2 separate regions of the Rattus norvegicus genome follow, and region 1 is linked to region 2. Evidence: chromatin contacts called from public Hi-C data. All regions are on one chromosome and are shown on one strand. The core of a region is the stretch at or near the end of the contact, and the rest is flanking DNA. Distances in the headings are between cores, read along the strand shown.

The links. A called contact is a pair of places that touch in the nucleus more often than the background predicts.
Region 1: a contact with region 2 is called in a Hi-C map of Schwann cells, with 6 times the contacts expected there. The contact joins two enhancer-like sites. A contact is called at or near these places in 2 of 12 Hi-C or Micro-C datasets (Schwann cells and mammary epithelial cells).

What each region holds. Positions count from the first base shown.
Region 1 is chr17:19,504,761-19,511,732 of GRCr8, forward strand. All of the region lies in intron 2 of Mylip (myosin regulatory light chain interacting protein), which reads right to left. Among named protein-coding and RNA genes, the nearest start is that of Mylip, 6.2 kb to the right of the region's middle. Within about 2 kb of position 2,216, at least 11 of the 93 cell types and tissues checked have an H3K27ac peak or open chromatin away from gene starts, as enhancers often do. A contact at or near this core is called in Schwann cells, where this site is marked.
Region 2 is chr17:19,429,376-19,437,034 of GRCr8, forward strand. No RefSeq gene overlaps it. Among named protein-coding and RNA genes, the nearest start is that of Gmpr, 38 kb to the left of the region's middle. Within about 2 kb of position 4,811, at least 12 of the 93 cell types and tissues checked have an H3K27ac peak or open chromatin away from gene starts, as enhancers often do. A contact at or near this core is called in Schwann cells, where this site is marked.

The sequences.
Region 1 (6,972 bases), core at 966-3,465, 73 kb after region 2:
AAGTCGAGTGTTGGCATCGTAGGTACAAATGAATTTGCACATGCTGTGAAGAGGATGAGGGGCTGGAGACGTGCCTCGGTGCTTAAGAGCACTGGCACCTCTTTCAGAGGACCCAGGTTCAATTCCCAGCTCTCACATGGTGGCTAGCAACCACCTTTAACTCCAGATCTAGGGGATCTGATGTCATCTTAATAGCATCTCTGGGCAATGGCACTCGTGTAGTGCCTGTGTGTGTGTGTGTGTGTGTGTGTGTGTGTGTGTGTGTGTATGTGTAGGCAAAGCACCCATACACCAATTTGAGACGTCGGATTTCAATTTGGAAAAAGAAGCAAAGTCTTTTAAAATTACAATTACTTGTTCACTTATTGCATATCTGTGGGTGAGTGACGCAGTGCAGTTTTGGAGGCCAAAGGGCAGCCTATGGGTCAGTTTTCTCCTTCCACCATGCTGGCCTCAGAGACTGAACTCAGGCCAGGTTGGCAGCAAACACCTTTATCTACTATGTCCTCTTGAATGACCACAAAGCACACACTCTTATTATAGTTTTGCTTCAAAATTCTCCAACAATTTCTCTTTTAAAATCCGTGCCTTTACAGGGGTTGGAGAGATGGCTCAGCAGTTAAGAGCTCTTGTTGCTCTTGCAGAGGACCAGGGTTTTAGATCTGTAGGCAGTAAGCGTGCATGTGGTGCACATACATACATATATACATGCATGCAGGCACTCATACACATAAGGTTAATATTCTTAATATATATTTGTCTGAAGACCAGCAATCTCACAGAAAAACCCTCTGGTATTCACAACAGAACTTTCCAGAAGCTGAGTGGAAGCTCCTGTGTAGATTGCTGGGATGCTTTAAATGAGAATGGCCGCTGCAGGCTCCTGTGTTTCATGTTTGGCTCTCAGTTGGAGGAACTGTTTGGGAAGGATTAGGAGGAGATGCCTCACTGAGAATAGGCTTTGAGGTTTCAAAAGCCTATGCCATCCTATTAGTGCGCCCTCCCCTCTCCTCTCCTCTCCTCTCCTCTCCTCTCCTCTCCTCTCCTCTCCTCTCCTCTCCTCTCCTCCCCTCTCTTCCCTCTCCTCTCCTCTCCTCTCCTCCTCCTTCTCTCTCTCTCTCTCTCTCTCTCTCTCTCTCTCTCTCTCTCTCTCCTGATTATGGATCAGCATGCTACGTGTTATTAGCTTCTGCTCCAGCACCATGCCCGTCTGCCTACTGCCATGCTCCTGCTGCAAAGGTCACATGGAATTGTGAGCCCCCAAGCTAAGTATTTTCTTTACTAAGTTGCCTTGGTCATGGCAACAGACAGGTAACTAAAATGGCTACCGTTGGCCACAGTCACCCAGTAATCTGGCCCGCTACGCCATTTTGAAGAACGTTTGAGAACAAATATAAAGTAACTAGCTTCAGCCTTGTGTTCAAAATGTAAGCCGTGAATCCAGCACGACTTCAGAATGGCTAAGTAGTTATTTTCGAAAACATGGTTGCTAATAACTGAACCATAATTCCCCCTGAAGCACATGCCTGGGAAGTATTGTCTGAACAGCCACTCACCCCAGGCAGACCCCATGACAATCAAGCATCCCAAGCATCCCATCTCTGTCCAAGGAGTCACTTAACCGTGTCGGTTTATTTTAAACCAAACTCCGACTGCCAAGTTATATTTAAAAACGACCAAATGGAAACAGGAATTGCTATGAGAGTTTTTTTTTTCCGTTTTGTTTTGTTTTTAATCTTGTAACATTCTCGTAAAACAGAATTAGTTCAGGATGGAGCATAGTCCTACATGTAGATGTTAAAACCATACCGGCTTGAAGGCGAAACCTAAGAGTGCCTTCCTGGCTAGGGGGAAACAAGACTTTTCAGGACATATTGAATAAAGTCCAGAAAAAGAAAGGAAAAGTAAAAGAATAAACTAGACCTCACCAGAGTGAAAACCTCCAACTCACCAAAAGGCATGAGGATAGCAGACAAGGCACAGGGGAAACATATTTATAAAACTCAGATCTTACAATGAGCTGGTATCTAGGATATACAAGGAATGCGGGCCGCCCAAAGTTAAGGCTAATGATCAAAATGGGGGCCTTGGACATTTCACCAGAGGAGATGCAGGAGAGGCCAGTAAGACATGAAAATCTGACAGACATCATTAATCATCAGAGAAATGCAAATTAAAACCACAATGCTCTACCACCATGCATCCACCAGAAGGCTGGCAGGGACGTGAGACGCTCGGCTTCCTGACATTCTTGGGAGTGGGAGTGGGAGTGGGAGAACGGAACAGTACAGATGCCACGGAGTGGGGGTTGGGGGGGGTGTCTGGCAGTAACTCACACAACTAAACAATCAGGACCCAGCTATTGTATTCTTGGGTATTTACTCAAGGAAAACGAAAACACATGTGTCTACAAGAAGAAAAAAAAAAAGCTTGTATTAGAATGTTCATAGCAGCCTTACTCATGGACAATGGGCGCTCGCCAGCAGGACTGTGGATCAACAAACAGTACAGAGTACTATCCAGTAATAGGGAGAAAGAAAGCAGGCTGTCAGAGTGCTAACCTAGACTGTTCAGGGCCACACTGGATCCCCACATAACAAAGCAAAGCAAACAGAAAGCAGAAGAGATAACAAGTGACGAAAACCCCACACATGCCTACAAGAGCATGCGTGGACCGAGACAGAAATCGACGGTGGGTAAAAGAAGGCGGACATAAAGCACAGCCTATGGAAGACTCCCTGTGCATCAAGCTAAACAGGCAGAGGAAAGCTAGAGTGGAGAACCACAGCAGTGGGTAGTGAGAGGGGACAGTGTCTGCAGAAAGGTGAGGGACTCCCTGAGATGGGGATGCTGCCTGCTGTCCTTAACCTCAGCAGAGGTGTTGTTTAAGCATGCACCCATTGAATCTCATTAAGAGATATGATCAGTGTGTTATCCTACGTATGTTTTAGCTAAAAGGAAAAAGAAGCACATGCAAGCAGTTTCTACTTAGTGGTAAGCACGCCAAAGTATTTAGGAGGAAGGGTGCTTATGTGTGACTTGTTTAAAAATGAATCAAGAAACCAGTTGATGGATAGTAGACATATCAAACTTAATAGTAGGTTCTGGGGAGGGGGGGCACTATGTGGGTGTTCATGATAAAAACCCTCAACTTTCCTCGATGTCTGAAACACTTCACGAGGCTGAGAAAACAACACCAGGGCTCAGGTTCCGAATGCCAGTGGGGAAAGAGCTTCAGCGAGATCAGACCATTAGGCCTACTTCATGGAGGGAGGGCTGACAGCTGAAAAACCTGTCAGAGGCAGATGGCTATCAGAGTTACTAAGTCAGATCTCTTCCTGGGCTTCCGGGGATCTTTTTCAAGCTCCAAGTGGAATCACTTTTAAAAATGTTCCTCCTTAGGTCCTAAAGCAATTATGATTTGAGGATTGCCACAGAGAGACTTCCAGTCCTGAGAGAGACGGCGCGCGCACACACACACACACACACACACACACACACACACACACACACACACCACATGCTTCTAACTTACTCGCACACACAAACAAATACACGAAATACCATTTTAAAGAAATGCTCTTTGTATGGGCTGAAGGTGCTCAGAAAAACTTTTAAGTAGGATTCAGAAATTCAATTTACAATTTCTTTGGAAATACGTATGCTTTTATTTTATTTTATTTTATTTTTGTTCATTTCTTTAACTTTCCCAGGTCCTATTTAATATTTTGGCAAATAAAAGCAGGGAAGGGAGTGGGGGGGAGAGAGGAAGACAGGGGAGAGTTGGGGATGGGAGAGGGAGGCTGATTCTGCTGTTTTGCACATACAGTGTGAAGAGCCTCTGTAATGGTGACAGGAACCTCTGTAACAGACACGCACTGGCCGCAATGCAATCTCATGCAGAACGCACTCACTCTTAATTATGCAGAGGTAAATTATGGAAGCAACCTTCACCCAAACTGATGCTAAGCGAGACTTTGAACATGCCTTCCAGACCCCGTCTAGGACCAGTCTGACTGGTCCTGGATTGGTTTGGAATGACCACAGCCCATTTGCTTTGAGTCTGTATGTGGCTTCATAAGCTTGCTTTGATTTTGTTTTGATATTTTTTTTCTTTTTATTTTATGTGCATGTCTGATGTCCTCAGAGCCAGAAAAGGGAGTTGGGTGTCTGGAAATGAGCTGTATAGGTGGTTGTGAGCCACCATGTGGTTGTTGGGAACCAAATCTGGATCCTCTGCAAAAGCAATGGTGTTCTAAACCCATCCCTAGCTCCAGACTTGGAAATTCTTAATTTATTGATTAACCAGATTTTTACACAGTGCAGGTTTGCTAGACTCTGTGGATACGGTGCTGATCAATTTGGTTGGAATTTATAGTATCAGAGTGACTGTCAACGAACGCAAGTAGCTATAACGTTAGAAGCATGTAAATGCTCTAAAAGAAAGATAGGTGATGCCTCAGGAGAATGCAGCCTCCCAGGCAGTGCTAGAGAAGGCTTTTCCAGAGGAAAGTGGTGAGCTGGGGTCAGGAACTGGGGAGGTTAGATCCTTGCTGCCCCAACACAGAAATCTTGAGAGATGCATGTCCAAGATAATGACATTTCTCTGGACATTCAATTCAATGCTCATGGAGTTTATGTACTGGGGCTGCTTTCTGGGGTGGGAGCAGGGAGAATCCAGATGTTGGTTAACTTTAAGTAATTTGAACTGTCCCTAACAGAGACCACAGAGCTCCGAAAATGTGGCCAAGTCAGGAGAGCACAAAGAGCCTGCCAGCAGGGGATGGTATAGAATTCACCGTCGTGAATGAAATGTATACTTTCCTAATCTCTGGTTTTGAAAATGTTAGCAAAATTCATCGTGAAGAACGGAGAGCCCCAGAAAGGCACGAGTCTCTACGAAGGTGATTATTATTTCAGACTTACTTCCAGAACGCATTCATTCGTTTCGCTTTTCATTTTCAATTCACGGGATGGTAAAACATCTGCTGGAAATACCTGCTGTCTCCATCTATAATCTATGCCAGCCCAAGACCAGATTAGCTGTTCTACCAATCTACATAACATTTGAACCAAGCCAACGTTCCTCTTTAGAAAGATGCCATCTTCCTGGAACCTAGGACCCCCTGTGGTACCTAGGCCTTTTTGCTACACCCCTGCCTGGTTTGGCAGCCTGCCTGGTTTGATACTGACTGGTAAATTAACCACCCCTGCATATTAAACCTGCCTGCTGATTAGTGGTCTGCAGAGGGCAACTGTACCCTGCTATCTCCTCTTAATGAAGTGTCGAGATACCCTCGGTACAGCATGGCTTGCCTCAGTGAAGCCATCTCTTTAAACTGAGTGGTCGAGGCTGTGTTCATTCACTACACAGACAGAGCTAGTGTAGAATCACAGCATTTAACACGGATATTTTATTGCCAACAGTGGAACATCAAAAAGTTTGTCAACAGTCTTGGTTTTGTGTGTGTGTGTGTGTGTGTGTGTGTGTGTGTGTGTGTGGTTTTCTTTTTTCTTTTCTTCTTTTTGTTTTACTAATATAACATTAAAGAAAAATAGCTTTGTTCTTTTTTGTTTTGTTTTTTTAATTATCTTTAATCTTTTTTTACAGTCCAGTCACTATCCCCCTCTCAGTCTGCCCTCCGACTGTTCTTCATCCCATTCCTCCTCCCCAGTCTCCATCCCACCCCACCCCATCCCACCAGGCCTCTCTACTTCCTGGGGCCAATAGTTTGGCTCCTTAGTACCGTGCAGGCAAAACACCCACACACTTAAAATAAATAATTAAATAGGAAATTGGACCTAGCACAACTTTGACATCCCAATTAAAGGGCACAAACACAAAGTTGATATTACTTGATAAAGATATTAAAAGCAGACTGGCTATCAACCTTAGGCATTTTTTTAAAAAAGCTTTATATTTTAGATAACCCCACAAAACTGTGCAAAATCCACCAACATAATAAATGTAACCTGAAATCTTCCCCTGTTCCTCCCCCTGCCTCACCCCAGACCCCCTCTATCCCTCCCTCCCACCCTGCCTCCCTTGCTTCTTTATTCAGAAGAAGAGCTTTGGACAAATTAGGCAAGCTTTACTGTGTTCTCAACTCCAGTTTATGTTTTATTTTGACCCAGAATTTCACTAAGTTCTTAGACTAGATTTGGACTCACACTGTAACCCCAAACAGGACAGGCCTCGCAATCGTTGTTCCTCTAGCTCCAAAGCAGCTGGGATTACAGACACACTACCCGGCACAGCTTACACTGACCACTCCGTGGGATCTCTTAAAAGGAATGAATCAATTGAAATAACCTAGTTGAGCCACTTTGAATGCCATTAGATACAAATCCCAGAGTCAAAGATAACTGAGTCAATGATGGAAAAAACCAACGTAAGAGATTTGATTTAAGTACTAATTCACAAACGTCTTCCATGGATAAAGTAGATTTGAACACAGGCACTGACCCAATTACGGGAGAGCGCATTGCAGTAGAACCTCCTCACAGTCAGTCATAAAACAGGAACGTGGGGCTGGGGATTTAGCTCAGTGGTAGAGCGCTTACCTAGGAAGCGCAAGGCCCTGGGTTCGGTCCCCAGCTCCGAAAAAAAGAACCAAAAAAAAAAAAACAAAAAAACAAAAAACAAAAACAAAAAAAAACAAAAAAAAACAAAAAAAACAAACCAAAAAAAACAGGAACGTACTCCCCATACAGTTTATTTGCTCTTATCCTCCCACTATTTAAATGAAGTTATTTTCTTCCTCAACTTTTGCCTGATTTCAAAGATAAATTTGTGTCACTAGAATTGGGTTGCACCTGGAAGCCCTGAAATCGCCGTATGTGACTGCTACACACACACACACACACACACACACACACACACACACACTCACACATACACAGAACAAATGCTGTGTCATGTATTTTTCTCACTTACTGAACTAAGGAAGCTTTCACAAACCAGATCGGTTG
Region 2 (7,659 bases), core at 3,561-6,060:
CCTCAGAGAATAGATAACCCGACCATCCTGTTGGTCAGGTGGTTCTGCCCTCCTGTTTGGTTCCTGCAGATTAGGCCAGAAATGCAGTTTTTAAAATATTAACTCGCTGACCCGTATGGAAATTCCCCAAGTTTTCTGTAACCACAATAAACACCCTGTACCGCTCGGCTCGGGGCTCTCACTCTGACCGGCTGCACAGTGAGAGTCTGAGAGCTCGTAATAAAGACCCTTATGTGCTCTGCGTCGGAGTTGGCGCCTGGGTTGTCTTTGGGTATCTGCAACTTGGCTAAAGCAGTTTATCTGGTGCTGGGGATCAAACCCAGAGGTGAGGTGCCTGCCAGGCGAGTCCTCCCCATGCTGAGCTACACCCCCAGCCCCAGCACTGGCTTGGTTGTTTTGGGTGGATGGTCTGTGCTTCGAATTCGCATTTCTCTGATAGTTAAATCATGTTGAACAGCTTCTCATACACTCGTTTGCCCTTCATACATCTTCTTCCTCTGTGAAATATCTGTTCAGGTCCTTTAGCCATTTGCTAATTTTTTTTTCTAAAGCATGGACGTTGTGATCTCTTAACCATTTTATATGTTCATCCTCTGTCTGATTTTCAACTTGCAAATATCTTCTCCTGGATTACCTAGCTTATCCCTGGGTTGCCCTTGCAGGAGTGGTGGTAAGGTTCTCTGTTTCTATGATAAACACTGTAACCAAAATCAAGTCGGGGTGGAGGCAGTGGGAAGGGTTTGTTTCAGGTCACTCTCCATCACTGAGGGGAGTCAGGGCAGGAACCAGAGGCAGCAGCAGAAGCAGAGGAATATTGAAAGCATGCCTCCTCTTGGCTTGCCTCTCCTTCTTTCTCAGACACACCAGGACCACCCGCTATGGCGGGCACCGCCCACCAATCACCACTCAAGAAAATTCCCTCAGGCTTGCTTACCAACCAACCAGGACAACAGGATCTCCTACTGATCTGCTCTCTGAGGCCCTGCTGACACCACCCAGGCAGGCAGGGGCTTCTCCCCATGTAGTCTCCCTCCACTGACAATAGGTACAGGATGGGTGGTGTGGCTTCCCTGCCTCTAGATCTTTGTCAAAGTCCCTCAGCTTCTTCACAAGGCCTCCCTCCATGGGAAGGGGCTTCCATTCTGCTAGGTGTGCTGTCCCATTGACTAAGGTCGTGGGGCTGAATGAATGGAAGAAGGCAAGCAGTCGCCAGCATTCCTGTCCCTGCTTCCTGACCGTGCACCTAACAGGATCGGCGGCCTCGTACTCCTGTTGCCAAGGTTTCACCATCAAACTGTGAGCCGAAATCCTCCTTGTCAGGTAGTTTTGTTACAGGAACAAGAAAATAACTAAAATATATGCATATTATATGCATATAATAAACGTACACATTGGTGAGTCAGTGTTACCAGGAGACGGTCTTGCACGCACCAGGATGAAAATCAAAATGGACTGACTCATGCTAATGTTTCATGTTGGCAAGTTAAAACTAAGTTCCTTAGCTAATCTTTCAAAAAGAGAAAAAAATCAGCGTCCAGAAATCAGAGCTAGCAACCAAATGTCCCAAGCAGGTCAGTTTCAAGTGACAATAAAATTTCCCCTGCCTAACTCCTCTATCCCAACCTGGGTTTCCAGAAGCATGTGGTGCTAGCCAACTGGTGGTTTGCTTGTTGCTCTAGAGGCCTCCCCGTGCCCCCACCCCCGTTATCACCTTATAAGGAAAATGGCTTCCCCTAGGCTAATCCAATTTAGGTTTTGTTTCTGTTCTTTGCCAACCCTTTGTTCTGCTTTCACAGACTAAAGCTTTTGCTCAATTCCTGAATGGGAAATAAAGCCAATTAAGATGGTTAAGCCCAATTGTTGTCATTTCGCCCTCTGATGATTGTGATGTGGCATTTACCAGAAACGGCATTGGTGGGGGGGGGGGGGAAGGAAGCTTGTTTTTTCTTTCTCCATCTTCCAAGAGGGATCCAGTCTTTTCCCTTCTTTGAAATGAGGAAGCTGATCTTTGGCGGACTCTCAAAAACTTTCCAGCTCAAAACAAACAAACAAAACAAACAAACAAACAAACGTGTTTTCTTTCCGCACAGTTGAGGAGACAGGAAAACAGGCTCTTGAGAGAGGATCACTGGGTCCTTCATCGAAAGGCCAGTCTGCCTTACCTGTTGGGAGGTGAGGCAGAGTCTGCTTCCTGGTGCGCGCAGGTGAGGACTCTCAAAGTACATGGCATGTGACGGTGTTTGAGGACCACTGAGAAGCAAAGGCTTTACCATTCACTCTGAAGACACTGAAACACTATTCAGATCTGGCCGTAAGCCCTGACTTCGGCATATGCTCCCAGAATTCCTCAACTTTTTTTTCCCCCAAGCTTATCTCTGAAACAAGATGTTTCCATCTTTAAAATTGGCCACGTTGGCATGCACAGCAGCACAGAAATGTGTTCAAAAGCTAATGCAAGCAATTGCTGTTAATTTCATGTGAGGCATTACTCGGTCTGCCAGCGTTTAGGACATTCTTGCCAGATAGACCTGATGTGTCCTCACGCCAAGGTTGTCACTGTGTCCCTCACCTGGTCTCACCCTCACAGAAACGCATCTCACTCTTTTCACCCCTCCCCCAATGCCCCACTACCCTCAATTATTAATGAGAGAGCAAAGTCAGCCCAGGTATGGTGCTGCCTCTCTGCAATCTACATAATCAGCAGGCTGAGGCAGGAGAATTACACTATTGGTAACTATAGTTACAGTGAGCCTTTTCATTTTTGACCACTTATGCTGATGTTCCCCTCCCCAGGCCCTGCCAAGCACATTCTATTCCTTGATTCTACACATTTGATTTTTTTAGCTGCCTCATACCTGAGTATCACACATTTGCGACTTGTTTATTTCATATACTGTAATAACCCAAGGCTTATCCAGATCACTTCATACTGGACAATTTTCTACTTCTCCCTACTTTGTAAAGGTTGAACAGTGTTCCAATATGTGTGTGTATACGTATATGCATGTGTGTATGCATGTGTTATATATGTATGTATATGTATGTGTATGCGTGTGCATGTGTCTGCCTGTGTGTATGTATGCATATGTGTTTATGTATATACATGTATGTATGTATGCATGTGTATATGCATGTATATGTATGTATGCATGTGTTATGCATGGGTATGTGTGTATATGTATGTGTATGCATGTGTGCATGTGTCTGTGTGTATGTATGCATATGTGTATATGTGTATACATATGTGTATGTGTATATGCAAGTGTGTATAAGTATGTGTATGTATGTATGCATGTGTATAGGTATGTATGCATGTGTATGCGTGCATATGCGTATGTATGTGTGAATACATGTATGTATGTGTGTATGTGTGTATGCATGTATGTGTATTCCCTGTATCTCATAATAAGTCTCTGCATGTGTCATCATATATCCTTTTGTTCAGTTTTCTCCACAGAACACTAGCTCTGAGCTAAACCATTCGGCAAAAGCTTTCCTGCTCTTTCCTTTCTCCTCTCCACATCCCCTGTCCCCCATTCTCCTCTTTCCCACAGTGTCTGAAAAGCACTTCATATGAATCAGGATTACCTGGTGGTTCCCTGAAATGCTATGAACTGTGGATTTTTATTTTCCCATTTATAAATGAAGAAACCAACGCTGGGTTTGGTGGCGAATGCCTATAATTCCAAAACCCGGAGACTGAGGCAGACGGATAGCTGTGATGTTTTAAGCCAGTATGAGCAGCATAGGAACAGCCCATCTTAATGAAGAAAACAAGGAAAGAGGAATGGGGGTGGGGGATGCAGGAAAGAGGAGGAAGAGAAAGGAGGAGGGAGAGGGAGGAGGAGGAGGATGAGGAGGGAGAGGAGGAAGAGGATCAGGAGGGAGAGGAGGAGGAAGAGGAAGAGGAGGGTGAGGAAGAGGAGGAAGAGGAGGAGGAAGAGGAGGGAGAGGAGGAGGAAGAGGAGGTAGAGGAGGAGGATCAGGAGGGAGAGGAGGAGGAAGAAGAGGAGGAAGAGGACGAGGAGGAGGAGGAGGATTTGAGGACCATAGGTGGATAACCCTTAAAGTGACAGAGTTAACAGGGTAGATTGGCACTTAAAGCCAGATGAACTGAGTTCCTCATGCTAGGTGTCACTAAAAAGTCCAAATCAGTCTCAACGCCCATATCCCTTGGCCAGCTCTCTGGAAAGTTCCATGAGCTCTGTTCAATGACTTCTGTCAGTCTTCAGTTTCATGGAGAGCAGTTACCCCAGCAGCTCCTGAACACACAGCCCTGGTGCCTGGTCCTCAATGTCTGCATCTGCAAAGCCACTTAAAAGAAACCGCTACGAGGCAAGATCCTCTGTGGCAGTCTCCGAGACAGACAGACCAGTATCTGTCCTTTTCCCACCCCGAGAGGTTCAGATGGGTACAACCCCTACGTCCTCGTTGGTTTCAGATTCAGTGCTTCCCGCAGTGGTCTCTGGGGTTGAATTTCTGTGCCAGACTCTCCAGAAAGGTTGTGTGGATGGATTAACCCTGAGGTGCTGGGCGCGTTGCCGCAGCACACTGCCGTATTTATTTTAATTAGATTCCAGCAGCTGCTGAGGGCGAGCAGGGCAGTGTGGCTGTCCTGGCACGGGTTCTGTGGATACCAGCGAGGGGCTTGCAGACAGGTTTGGGAGTTACAGGAGCCAATGGGAAAGCATGATTTATGACCACGCCCGACCAGCCAATGAAATAGTCCGGTTTGGGTAACTGGTTGACCAGCCTGGATTCCGGGTAGCAACAATCCAGGATATCTGGTGACACCATGGAGTCTCTGTGGCAGTTTATTTTGGGCGTCACGGCTGTTACCCAAAGTCAGGAGTGATGTGTTTCATTTGCAGATCTAAACCCCCCAACCACAGGCATGTTTTCTTCCAGGGCAGAGGGCAAATTCAATTACATCTGTGACCAATTTGCACAGCTGGGTGCTCAGTCTCCTGACAGAAACATTTATTTGAGATTCAGGGGAGCTGGGTCACCAGACAGGAAGCAAGGTCCAGCAAGCATTGTGTTGGCCAATCCATGAATGCTTGCTAGCCTGCAGGACAAAACAACAGAAACTGTCATGTCAACGCTGGCTTTTCGTGGCTGAGAATGAGTCTCCCACACATGAGGAGAGATTTAAAGGCACAGACGACAGTGAGAAGTTTGGAAACAAGAAGCGGTTGCCACGAGCCGGCGCAAACCCAGAACGCACATTTGCACACAGAGGCAGCGGAAGACGAGGCTGCCCCTTCGACCCATGGCATGGTGGCCAAGTCTTCCCACCCAAGCCCCTTCTGTATCCTGCAGGAGAAATTCCTGTCTCTTTGAGCTCATCAGCCTTTGAAGAAACGGAGGATGTTCTCAGAACCGGGGTCGGGTTGGGGTGGAGTGGGGGTGGGGTGGGGTAAAGAAGTACTGTCTCTCCCAAATTCAAGAGAAAAAATAAAACTAAGCTAAAAGTAAAAGGCCACTTGTCTTCGTAAAAAGTATGAGTCTGTCCAATTAAAATTTATACATACATATATCAAATGTATAATTTAAGAAGCTTATCGAGTGAGATTTTTTTCCCCCCTCAGTCCATGAGAATTCCCCAGAGGGCCTATAACTGTTAAGAACTTGTTTACTTCGAAGTATGAGTTTGGTGTGGGGAATAATTTCAAAATGGGATGAAAAGCAGATCAGAGTTTCAGAGTAAAAATTCAGCGTCAGTGAGAACGTTTTTATAGTTGTCGTTATTGCTGGTGGCTCGTATTTGAGACAGGCTTTCACTGTGTACCCAGGTTGGCCTTGGCTCCTGACCCTCTTGCTAGCTCACCACACCTGGCTTAATTCTCTGAACAGAGACACACATAGACACAGAGGTGACACTGTACCCCCATATTTACCTGTCACTCTTTAGTTAAAACTTCCACCATCTGCAGAGGTCAGAGGACCCCCGACAAGTTCAAAGGTTAAGTTCCAGGCCAGCCAAAAACAAAACAAAAAAGCAAAATTTCATCACCTTATATGGTGACTTAGGAGAAGACTAGTAATTGCTTCCATTCTTTAAAAAAAAAAAACAAAAACCACAAGACTTAATTTTATTTACCTGTACCAGTGTATCTGTGTGTGTGTGAACCAGAGGCTAGAAGAGGGCACTGCATTTCCTGGAAATGGCTTTACAGGTAGCTGGGAGGTACCCACACTCTGGTTCTCTGAGCTGCCCCACCAGCCCATCTCAGCTGGGTGCTGTGTCCACAAGACTGAGTTGATCCTTTGGAGGCCACCGTCTCCTGTCAGTGCCCCAGATGTTATCTAGGAATAAGGCATCAGCATCAGCATGAAGCTGTATTTACCAGCAGGCAAGCTTTCTGCTATGCTAAGGAAAGACTGGGGTCTTCCACAAACTGAAAGGGCCGAGCTGTGCACATTAATTGGGGGGCCCTGAGTGTGGGGCCCTGCAAACATCTCTTCCCTATCATCACTTTGCATGCTAGACTGAGCCTGGCCAACCTTTTTTATTTTTATTTTTAAAAGAGGGGGCGGAAAGAATTAGAAGGCAAAGATTCACAATTTGACAGATAAAATCAAAAGTAATTCATATGAAATTCCCATTGGACATCTTGGCAGAACTTGAGAAAATAATCCAAAATCAATATCAAAATATAACTGATCATATATATATGACAAAGGTGGGTAAATTTCACTTCCCACGTTCAACCCTTGCCTCCTAAGTAGCTGAGACAGTGGGGTGCTCTGTAAGAACATGAGAACAGGAGCCAAGGAGATAAGAAAGCTTTGCAAGGGGGTTGGGGATTTAGCTCAGTGGTAGAGTGCTTGCCTAGGAAGCGCAAGGCCCTGGGTTCGGTCCCCAGCTCCGGAAAAAAAAAAAAAAAAAGAACCAAAAAAAAAAAAAAAAAAAAAAAAAAAAAGCTTTGCAAGGAAAGCATCTGATGGGGGACTTGAATCTTGACTACACAAAGAGCTATTACAGCCCAACGTTCAAAACAACCTACAGAACGGAAATGAGCAAAAACACAAACAGTTGTTTTTCGAAGGCAGCAGACTCGTGAGTGGCTGGCACTTGGGAAAACGTCATAGTCATTAGTTATCAGAGAGGGGACATCAAAGCCTCAGTTACACACCATTCCACACCCATTCTAGTGGCTACTGAAGGTTTTTGTCTTTTTCTTTAAAGTAGAAAATAACAAATATCAAGAAGAGAACAGACACCTTGGATCTTTTTTTAATACACTGACTATTGCAGTGTCGGAACGGTACAGCTGCCATGGAGAGCGGTCTGCTAATACTAAATAATAATTTATGAACACGGAACAACTAACCTTTTTGGTCTTTGTATGTATACTTTTGATAATTTCAAAAGTAGACTGTATACTTCTTTTGTTAACTTATCCCTGAGTATTTTCTTCTCTCTCTCTCTCTTTTTTTTACTATATGTGCTGCTGAAGCGAGCACGTATTTTCTTCTCTTAAGTGCTATCATGAGAATAATTTTCCCTAATTTTGTTTTTATTTATTTATAAAATGTTTACTACATGTGTTGATGTGTTGGGGAGTGACACATCTGAGGCTAACTTGAGGGAGCCGATTCCTCCCACCGGATGAGCGCTGGAATGGACCCCACTCTTTGGCTTTTTTTCTGCTC